Linked DNA regions of Zea mays: region 2 is linked to region 1. A link is a contact called in public Hi-C data. All regions are on one chromosome and are shown on one strand. The core of a region is the stretch at or near the end of the contact, and the rest is flanking DNA. Distances in the headings are between cores, read along the strand shown.

Region 1 (5,765 bases), core at 1,017-3,516:
TATTATAAGTTATTGCTATAGCAATGAGCTAGGATTCCTTGTGTTGTTTGTTGCAATCTAGTTTTTGAATGTATGTGTTTAACATGTGTGCCTTTTCTTCTCTTTTTTGTTTATTTCTCGATCTTTAAATGGAAATTTTCTAACCTTTTGTGTTATGAGAACAATATGTTTTTCTTCATTGGGAAATTAAAGAACGATAGGGTTTTCTCGAATCTTTTATATTTTTAATATCCTGTGATTCCTAAGGGGGTGAAAACAGAAATAACTGTGGGGGCAAACTTGTCCTAATAACGGGATTGGTCTATCTTGCTATCAAGCCTTAATATGATAAGTGCTTTAGGTTATCTGTTTATAGGATCAATGATGAAATAAGTGCTGCCCTCATGTGCCAACTATGAAACCCTTCATGCATCCCATGGCACATCAATATCTCCGGTGAGCTGGATGATCCAGTAAGTAATGAGTGACCCTTTGTCGGCAAGGTTGCAGTGTTACAGTGTATGGTAGTACAAATGAGACACAGACTCCACACTAAGCTTGATTATCGTTGTCCTCGCAATAAATGAGTGTATGTAATGCCTGCTTAAGCACCATTGGACTGGTGAAGAACAGAATGATGGATGCTCTTGTATGGGAAAGGAGGACTGGCCCACGCATAGGCGATGGTGCCACTATATATGAGTAGGGCATGGGGTTCAGGAATTTTCTCGGTCTGCATGAGTGGTCTTCTACCTCAACCAGAATGCTTGGGGTGGGGGGGGGGGGGGGGTGTATCTCCCCAGATCGAAATTCTGGCCTGGCTGTGTTAGAGATGTACACATGGTTATGGCCGACACTGATAATTATTTTTGTGTACTACTTTTCTGTGCTGGTGCTTTAGTTCCCTAATAACTCTTATAACATGTTAGTGCTGAAGGAATACTCGAATTTAAGCAACATTATGCTTGTATAATATGAAATGGTAACAAACATGCAATTTTCATGCATAGTAAAGCAAATGAAGGCAATTATTCCTGTATCTATATTAGCAGGCAACAATAGAAATGCAATTTTCTCTCTAGCTCAGGAAAAAACCTTTTTTTTGGGGGGGGGGGGGGGGGGGGGTCCTGGATATGATTTGTTTATGTATTACTGGCATTTTAGTTTACTGTAACCAAAACCATCATCAGAAGAACATAACTTCAGATTAAGGGGGTATTTGGTTCCCACCTCCTAAAATAGGTCTTTCCAATAGAATTTCTAGGTACTAAAGTTTAGGAGGTTGACTGAAGGAACCAAACACCCCCTAAACAATTGGTTGCTTTTCATCTTGAAGTAATTCATTGAGTGGTTCCATTCATGCAGATAGGTACTACTGGGACCCATATGACTATGGATGATTTAGCACAGAATGTTCCTTGCAATAAGTACTGGCGTCGATATCTAGCTAGCTGTGTATAATCTTTGCACCGGCTCAGTTAATCTTCTGTTTCAGCAAAAAATTGTAGGGATCTTTTGTTAAATTGATTTACCTAGGGTCCTGCTACAAGAGATCGCCACATTTTATTGCTACGGAAGTCCAGTTGTGTCTGTCTGTTTGGTGGTCATGGATATGGTTCGGTTTTTACTGCTGTAAAAAGGGACTGGGGAAAAAATGCAAACTGACTTGGATTTTTTGTTCTGTTCTGCATGAAGATGAAATGGTAGGGTCGTCGGAGGAGGACGAAGCATGCTCGGGAGGAGACACGGAGGCGACGGAGCCGGGGCAGCAGGAGCACAGCTCCCGCCTGGCGGACCGTGAGCTGAAGGAGATGCTGCTGAAGAAGTACAGCGGGTGCCTGAGCCGGCTGCGGTCCGAGTTCCTGAAGAAGAGGAAGAAAGGGAAGCTGCCCAAGGACGCGCGGTCGGCGCTCATGGACTGGTGGAACACGCACTACCGCTGGCCGTACCCTACGGTAACCATGCATGCATCCTGGCAAACACGCAGCAGCAGCATCGCTCGCTGGAATGGCAGATCTGTGACCAGCATTAGCCGGCGGTGCAGGAGGAGGACAAGGTGAGGCTGGCGGCGGCGACTGGGCTGGACCCGAAGCAGATCAACAACTGGTTCATCAACCAGCGGAAGCGGCACTGGAAGCCGTCCGAGGACATGCGGTTCGCGCTCATGGAGGGCGTCACCGGCGGCGGGCCCTCGTCCGGGACAACGCTCTACTTCGACACGGGCACCATCGGGCCGTGACCACCACACTACCAGCTTGGGCAACGCAAAGTGCATACGTTTTTCTTTGTGTATATGGGCGACAACGTGTCGGTAGGTACACTCAGCATACTGGAGCTGCTGTCCAGTTCAGTTCAGTGCATATGGCCTCGTAAAGGACTCTGTACCATGATGATGTAATGCTAACTCCAACCCTTCTCACAAATTTCTATTTTTCTTATTTTCTATTTTATATTTAAATATCTTTTGTCCCAGTTTGCCTTCTCTTCATTCTTCAACAATTCTCCCCGTTCAGCTCTTCCTTTTTACTCTTTTAACCGAGCTACTTTTCTACATCAAATTTTAGAGTTTCAAAAATTGTATAATATTTATAGTACCGTAATATAGATTGTTATTAGGTAATTTGACTTAAAAATGCTTAATTTTATAGTTAAAACACTGATTAATGAAATAGGAGATCACAACTTTACTCTTACGTAGGGTGAGATCTTTCTGTCACCCTGTATGTAGGAAGCGGACATAGGGGTAACAATAGGCTCTAAATTTTATACTAAATTTTATACTATAAGATTTAATGATCGTATTATGATCGTATTTTATTTTTATTTATTTTTGAACTAAAATTTATTTAGGGTTCTATTATTTTTTATGAAGAAACATTTAGATCGTAACACATTACCACCTCTAAGTGGCACCCCTAAGCGGACGTGGAGAGTCGTAGGCTTGTTGGATGCGTGAGGATCAAAACGGGTCGATAAAGATTAAATTATTTCTATGAGGTGGCACCCCTAAGGTCTTGTTCGGTTATTCCCAATACACATGGATTGGATGGGATTGGAAAAAATTCTTAAGAAGTTTGACTTGTTTGGGATTCAAACACATCCAATCCCACTCAATCCACATGGATTGAGAGCTAACCGAACAAGCCCTAAGCGGACGTGGAGAGTCGTAGGCTTGTTGGATGCGTGAGGATCAAAACGGGTCGATAAAGATTAAATTATTTCTATTCAATTTTGATCTTTAAGGCTTTCTCCAACAATTTCTCCTCACAAATCCACACATTCATATTTTATATTCATATTTAAATACCTTTCTCTTAACTATTCTTTTCCCTATTTCATATCCACTTCAACCATCTCCCTATTTAGCTCTACTTTACTCTTTAACTGAGTTATTTAACTTTTTACCATCAGTTTGTAGAGTTTTAAAAAATACTACCATATTTGTAGTACCATAATACATTTTGTTATCAGGTAATTATACTAAAACGGATTTATTTCGCAATTAAAACACAATCAGCGAAATGAGGATATTAGAGAACTCACGTGAGGAGGATTTTCTTCTCTCCCCCACCGAGAGTGCGCCTGAGGGAGTGCCGTTGGGTGCTCGTTCACCGTATTTGTAGTACACGGACGTGAGTGGAGTACGAAGTCCAGGGAATGTGGTTGGAGCCAGGCTAAGGCTATCCGCAACCGTTACCTCTAAATTTTTTCCTCAATATCACTTTTTCCCCCTATTTCCCCCCCTATTTTTTCATCTCCCGCAGCGGTTCCCCCTAAATACTCCTCTATACCCCACTACAACTATAAAATATCATTTTCTATATCAACTATCAATTTTTTATCTACTAACAATTACTCGTGGACCCACAGCACAGTGTTTAGGGTCATGAACAGTGACACGTTAGATCTGGGGGGAGAGAAGGGGACCGACACGTAGGGGGCGCTGTAGGGGCACCGCTGCGGCCGTGGAGTGCCCCCTACAGCCGGAATGCAAGGGGAGGGGGCTGCGTAGGGGGCTGCGTTGCGGGTAGTCTAAGACTGACCGCAGCGCCGCACGCTACCGCGCGCTCCCCTTGCATGGCGGCTACAGCCGCACGCTAAAGGCCGCAGCGCAGCACGCTATCGCTCACTCTACACCGCGGTACTCTTCTCTCTCCCCTCAGCTGCAGCGCACGCGCTCTCTCCCCCTACCGCTGTTCCTGTGGGCCCGCCTTCAATTAATAGTAGAAGAAAAATTGATAGTAGATGAAAAGTAGGTATAGAAAATGATATTTTATATTGTAGTGGGATATAGGGGGAGTATTTAGGGGAAACCACTGCAGGAGATGAAAAAGTAGGGGATACACTATTGATGATGTGACCCAGAAAAGTGATATAGGGGGAAAAATTTAGAAGGAACCACTGCGGATAGCCTAAGGACAAGCCTGAGGATGGCTCCAACGCCTCCCCTTGACACAATCCGGTGAAAAGTTTTTCCTCCCACTGTCCAACGTCTCTATGCCTCGTTCTCTTCTCACCCCTCCACCCTCCCACGCATCTCTGGTGTCGTCGTCACTCTTCCTGTCGGATTCAGTGGCACAAACACCATCGTCACGGCGTACGGCGTGCGCTTCAACACGGTGGTAAACAACGTCTTCATCGGAAGCTGCTCCATCCACGAAATGCGGCGCCCAATGGCCCTACCTGGCTCACCAACGGGCTACTTTCCTATACATCCATGATCCAAATGTGCTTAAAACAAATTGCATAACTCTTTTACTGGTTTAATACATTGTATTGTTCGTACACAAACAATTTCTTCGATACACAAACATAAAAGTTTGTAAACGTGTTCCATAGATAAATTGTTGCCACAGATCTAATAATGCTCAAAACATATACCTTTTCCCCTTTTCCCTAATACGGTATTGTATTTTCTTCACTACCGCGGAATGTGCATTCAATACCGGTTGGGAACTAGCCACAACACCGGATTTCCACCCGTCAATCTGTATCTAAGACTTTAGCCCATAACTTTAGTGTCGGTTGGAAAGACCGGTACTAAAGCTAGTAATTTAGAATCGTTTTCTGATCAGATCCGGTATTAAAGATACCATATTTAGTACCGGTTCCATTAAAGAACCATTCCTAAAGAAGGATCTTTATTAACGATGATTCTAATCAGTAACCAGTTCTAAAGATTGTACTTTAGTAATGTATGTATCAAGTAACTGGTTCTAGCAAGTAACCGGTTCTATCAAGTAATCGGTTCTAAAGGTTGTAGCTTCAGTACCAGATGTAGCTAGGAACCGGTTCTAAAGATTTTGTTTCCTTTAGTAACGGATCTATCTAGAAACTGGTACTAATGTGCTAGAATCGGTTCTATTGTGTCCAAGACTATATATATATATATATACATTGAAAGATATTGTACATACGTAAATGTGTACATTTGTATACATTTTTGTCATTGATACATGCAAAATGTTAGATTCATGTCACACCCGAATTTAAGGGTCAAATCCAGGTGCAAATCAAATGTGTGCTGAGATCAAGTCTCACACATATGATGACTCATGGTACAGAAACGAATGTCACATTTTTACTATATAATAAGAGTTCTGTACAAAATAGCTAAATAATTACATCATACGAAGACAACTATCCAGCAACCATAGTTGACTGGGTGATTAAACTATAAAACTATATTCTATATTGATTAATCTAAATCATGTGAGAAAATACATAACTATCTTTATTCAGCTTTTAATCTAGGTTATAACTTGAGTAGAGATCATATTTTAATC
Region 2 (5,765 bases), core at 1,899-4,398, 140 kb after region 1:
ACCGTCACATGGCAAGCCAGTAGCACCTTCCCCACTGTGATGGCCCAGATATGCAGCTCGTGGACGGCAACCACGCCTTCCATCTCGCAGAGCCCCCTCTCCAGCCTGGTGGCGTCGATCTCACGGGGCGTGCTTTCCATCAGGACCTCGAGGATGTTGCGCAGCATCCTGATCGTGGTGAACAGCACGACCACCGAGAAGATGAGGGTGCAGATCAGATCGATGATTTTCCACTCGGGCTTGTACCAGATGATAGCCCCGCCGATCATCACCCCGATGCTCTGGATGGAGTCCCCAAGCACATGAAGGTAAGCGCTGTGTACGTTTATATTGCGTCGAGGCTTCTTAGCAGCAGATTGGGTGCCCTCACAGTCGGCCTCGTGCTTGATCAGTGGCTCCTCAGCGTCATGGTGTTGTCCAGTGCCTGAGTGGTGGTGGTGATGTGTTGTGACAGTAATAGAACTTCCATGGCTATGCTCATGATGATGAACATGGCCCTGTTCTGGTTCTTCATGGTGAGAATGGCCATCGTCTGAATCACCATGACCATGGTCATGTGGATGTCCATGGCTGTGTCCATGGCCGTGCCCGTGGTCATGGCCTAGCAATACAGCCATTATAATGTTGACAAACAGTCCAAACGCCGACACAGCAAACATGAGGGAGCCCTGCACATCGCCACTCTCGTTAATGAGCCTTACAATAGCCTCATATACCAGTATGCCAGCAAGTAGCCATATGAGCTGAATGGAGACCAAGGCACCAAGAATCTCAATCCGGAAGAACCCATATGACTGCTGCGGTGTTGCTTCCCATCCAGCAGCCCAGAGAGAGAATAACGATATGGCAAATGCTGCCACATCAGAAAGAAGGTGCGCCGCATCAGTTAAGATGGCAAGACTGTTTGCTTTGATGCCCCCGACCACTTCCACCGTCATGAATATGATGCAAAGGATCACTGCGATTATAAGCTTCCTCATGGACGTGGATCTCTCCTTGGCATCTTTCGAGGAGTTACTGGAATCAGAGAAATCACAGGCACCACCCTTGCAGAATTTGTTCCCTGATGCAACAGAAGCTGATGCTGAGATGTCCATTTTCACTTCAGCAATCTGAGAATGTAATGGATTATGGTTTTCCATCTGAAAGTAAGATAAAAATAAAATTAATACACATCAACAAAGATGATGATAGATGCATAGCTGAAATGTCATACAGTCTAAGAAAATTTGTTATATGCATTTCAATTCTTGCTACAGCTGGTGTGGAAATTGAAGAGGCAGGCAATCTATTTGTGCCACTAAAGGAGCAAAACTGTAAGAAGAGTATCACTGTCATGATAGTAAAAATCTCAAAACAAGCTAGAGTTCAATATTGAAAAATGTCAGTTCATGTATGGCCAAGGGAATTGCTTGCAAGGAAAAAGGAACTCTTCAAGAAAGATTCACACAAGAAAGTTCCTCAATAACACAATATGCAGATTGCTGAGTAGTTTGACAGAACTTAAACAGGTCAGCGTTGACACGTCACTCTGTATCCTGGCTGAATGAAAACAAGCAACCAATCAAACTGCTATTGCATGTACATATGCTGGCTATTTGGGTCTGGTTCACTGATACGAGTTAGACTATGCTGAAGCAGGAAACCAATCATGTGCTTTGTGATCCATTGAAACATACAGTAGTAGCACATCCTTGTTGATCATATCAAGTTCCAAGTAAGGGAACTGAGAAAATAACAGAACAGCAGGGGAAAAAACAATTGTCTTTCTCTTCCCTCTCCCCCTTTTCTTTGTCTTCCTCTCCCTTTCCCACAAGTGACATCATCTCTAAGTGCAGACAAGTCACCCTGATTAGTAAATCCCACAAAACATTTTGTCGTCCACACACAACAGCATAAACCAACCTAGAAGATTCAATCAAGTTTATGAAAAAAAATGGGTAGAACTGTAGAAGATTCAATCAAGTGCATTTAAAAATGGACATAAACATAATATATGCACTCGACACAGCTACATTACACTATCCAAACAAAGCAAACCAAGTAAATCTCAAAAACAGATTCAAAGCAGAATCAAGGCCGATGAGAATATCTGCTGCCCCGAAAGCAAAAGCACAAAAAAAAAGCTAGATTCCTCAAGATAGGTATGGAAAATAAGATGCGGTACCGATTGAGCGAGGCCGGCGATTCCGCAACCCAAGACTTGGAAGTTGGAACACAACTCAACTCTGGCCTAAACAAAGGATATGCAAGCAAAAACCAGTGGACTGCCGTCTGGAAATTGGAACCAACCGCGCGGCCAGGTGGTACTTGTAGACGGATGGGCGCAGCCACGGGTGGGGAGAATCAGAGGAGCATCATTGCCGAGACCCCTCCACGGGCACACAGTACCCGTGGCATTTGACGCGACGCCCCAGGTCGCGGAACAGGATGGTGATGGGACGGAACACAACCAACCAGCCGACCCTACCGACGGAACCCATCAGACTGGCTGGCGAGGACGGCCACCAGTACCTTGAGAGAAGAGAGCAATGGAATCGCGGTCCCGGCGAATAAACCCGCCGCGGAAACGAACAAGGCGATCGATCCCACCCCTCGCTTTGGTAGGGGTAAGGAAGAAAGCGACCGGGGTGGCAAATTATGTGCGCACCTGCTACCGGCCGCTACGCCCACGGACTTTGTCGGATCGGAGGAACGAAAGATTCGTTGTGATCCGTCGCGGCCACGCCCCTCGGGCGGCGGTCGCATTCGCGCTTCCCCCGTTCAACGACTGCATCATGAATCCGTCTGTCTAACCACCCAACCCAACCAGCAAGATTAGGAAACGAAATACCCGGCCGCGACAGCGATTGTCCGCGCGAGTCAGATCGGAGGCGCCGCTCCCGGTCGCCTCCGTCCGACTCTTCCCGACCGAACGAACGCGGAGTCAGGGAAGGAAGGAGGAGGAAGGGTGTGCGTACCTCGCCCGCCCGTGCGGTCTTCTCCCTGGGCCGCGGGCCGAGGATGGGTAGAGGAGCGGCGGATGCGTGGGGCGGTCGAGGCGGCGGCGGCGGCGGCGGCGTGGAGACCCGAGTGGAGGGACAGAAAGAGGCGCCTGCCTGCCTGACTCACGGCGTCGAGGGCCGAGCGGCCTGGCACGGGGATCAGGGGATGGGGCTCTGCTCGAACAGCGTGACTGGCTGGCTGCTACTGCAACCAATGAGACGGTTATAACACAAAAGTTTTATGGCGCAGCAAAAGGATACGAGTTTGTGTGGACAGCTCGGCCCAAGAAGCGAAGCCCAGTCCACCCCATGATTGAGTCCACCAGCCCACAGTGGCGTCGTGCGCAGCCGCTACCCTGAATAGAGCGCAGGGCGTGCTGCGTCTGCGATGCCAGCGGCGGCCGGCGACAAGGCTCCACATGGCCATCGAGCGCAGGGAGGGAGAGGGCAAAACGGAATCGCATGGAAAGACCAAACCGCGAGGTACTGTACTACATATAACTTCAGCCATATACCTTTTTTTCCTTTCTTTCATTCGTCCTCCGGTCGTCGTCAAATTCGAAGGATGAATGGATGGTGCTTAGGACAGCAGGTTGCACTGCAGGCGTGTAGGCTATTTGACCGGTAGGAGTATTTTGCATAAGTTGCTGTCGGCGTGTCAACCGTGCATATATAAACAGAGAGGATTCGTAGTTAGACATACAATCTTGGCCTTAAGATAAAGGTTAGTGTAGTAGTTGGAGTAGTCCTAAGGACTGGTTCCAACAGACCCTCCAAGGGGTCCTATACTCTAAACTGTAATTTAGAGCAGATTTTCGTCATCTACTCCCTCCATGTATAGAGTACGCTGTTGGATTCTGTATATATATTGTTTTTTATCTCTTATACCCATAATCCATTTGAATACTTTAAGCAACCGGTTCAATAAAACTAAAATATATATAATATATTTGAGAGTATAACAAATACGTATGTAAAAAAAATGTCTCTAACATAAGTATTTGCGTATAGAGGACATGATTAGAGGATGTTGTTGGAGAGGAAGGTGTATAGAGAATGAAATCTTTTAGAGAGGACTGTGAAGGACATATAGAGAGGATAGATATAGAGGACGTTGTTGGAGACAATCTAAGATCCCTGCCTTTGTAGATGTGGAGGAGGGTTCTGGCGCGATGGAGGAGGCAGAGTCTGATCACCCGCCGCTGCCGAGGAGGCTCAGATCCATGTGTTGTTGGGTTGCCGTGATCCTCAGTCACTTTATATTAGAGCGACCCCGGTCAGTGAAGTGCAGTGAATATATATGGGGAATCGTGTAGAGAAGAGCATGTCTCTTTTTTTCAATTAACCCTTAGAGACCCCTCAAGAGACCTTATATTAAATAGGGAAATGAGGTTGTACATGTCCTTAGTGAGGTATTTGTCTTTTGAATTTTTTTTCACTTAACCCTTAAAGATCTCTTATTTAATGGGGTTAGACTATCTCTAGAAACTCCTTATCCCAGTCCTTATCTCACTCGCTATTTTAAACTCTTCTATGCAAAGAGTGCAAAACAGTGTTATACATATCTGCATGCCTTATACACATCCTTAAGTCGATCTTGTCAGGGCGGAGGCCCAATATGGCTCGTTATTACTTGAGCAATACCTTAGCCCACCCCAATAATAGTCTAAGAAAATGTCAATAATAAAAAATAACATCTACTTCTAACCTAAAGTTGCTACTTGCTAGCAGCCAGCACTGCGTCAACCGCCCATACGGCGTCCCGAAGCTCCACGCGCTCCTCCTTTCACCCAGCTTCTGTTGAATAATTAGACAAATTCCAGTTTAAATTCCGAATATAAATCATGACAAAATCACAAGCACTGAAATAACAAGCCAAATCAGATGATGTGTACTGATTAGACTTACTGATAGATGGCACGCGCCGGAATCAGCAGGGTCGACGATGTCGAAGTAGCAAAATCAGCAGGGTCGACGAGGTCAATCAGATCACGAGCAGTCGCGTGAAGACGCTTCCCAAAAACCTTATTCGGCCTCTCCTGGTGCAGGATCTAGAAGGCGAAGGGTTCCGGAGACCTGCTCTCCTAATCGCAGATGCACCTCTACGATCGGGATGAAGAGAACTGGAAGGCGGCTCAGCTGTGAAGAGAGGCGAAAGCGAATTGGGATGATTTGGAGGCTGGCTGCCGGGCTCCTTTTATAGGGCCGAGTCCGCGAACCCCCGTGCTTATCCGCCCACGAAAATCTCGCAATCAGTTGAGATTTTATAGCGATTGGTTAGGATAAGCGTAACAGCCAAGAAACCAAAAAATCAAACGGCAAAAGGTAGTCGCGCCCCCGCAAGGCGAGGGGCCGGATTTTGGCGGACCATTCACGCGCATGTCGTGCCCCCGCGCCCTTCGCCCCGGCCAGGCCAGGCGAGGCGAGGCGAGCGAGCGCGCGCGCGCGTGTGGCTCTCCACACTCTCTCCTCTCATCCATGACTTGGTGAGTGAGTGTGGCTTCCATATTTAAGCTAGCTCTACTCCACTAGAGCTAGCAATATGGTGCTAACGGTTCCACCTATCCTCTAGCCATCCTCTTGTATGGGCTTTTGAGATTTTCTGGGATTTATTTGAATATCTTAATTGGGCCAAGCCCATAAATCCTAACAATCCCCCACCAGATCTCAAATGTCCATCTGCAGTTTTCGCCACTGTTCACTACTGTTTAATATACTAGTTTTTTTTCAGCAGAGACTGTTAAGTTGAACTTCCGCCTAGAACTCCAAGCTACACCAACC

Evidence for each region. Hi-C and Micro-C count contacts between places; a contact is called where the count stands out from the background.
Region 2: a Hi-C map of ear shows a contact between it and region 1, with 4 times the contacts expected there. The contact joins the promoter of LOC100282686 here to the enhancer-like site in region 1. A contact is called at or near these places in 2 of 25 Hi-C or Micro-C datasets (ear and tassel).

Annotation. Positions count from the first base shown.
Region 1 is chr8:134,452,730-134,458,494 of Zm-B73-REFERENCE-NAM-5.0, forward strand. LOC541960 (liguleless 4) reads left to right here. Exons shown (of 5, transcript NM_001371616.1): 4 at 1,675-1,934; 5 at 2,024-2,451. The coding sequence ends at 2,218. Among protein-coding and RNA genes, the nearest start is that of LOC541960, 6.0 kb to the left of the region's middle. Within about 2 kb of position 2,267, at least 7 of the 20 cell types and tissues checked have an H3K27ac peak or open chromatin away from gene starts, as enhancers often do. A contact at or near this core is called in ear and tassel, where this site is marked.
Region 2 is chr8:134,588,517-134,594,281 of Zm-B73-REFERENCE-NAM-5.0, forward strand. It overlaps LOC100282686 (metal tolerance protein A2), which reads right to left and starts at 3,149. Exons shown (of 2, transcript NM_001348966.1): 1 at 2,961-3,149; 2 at 1-1,142. The coding sequence starts at 1,142.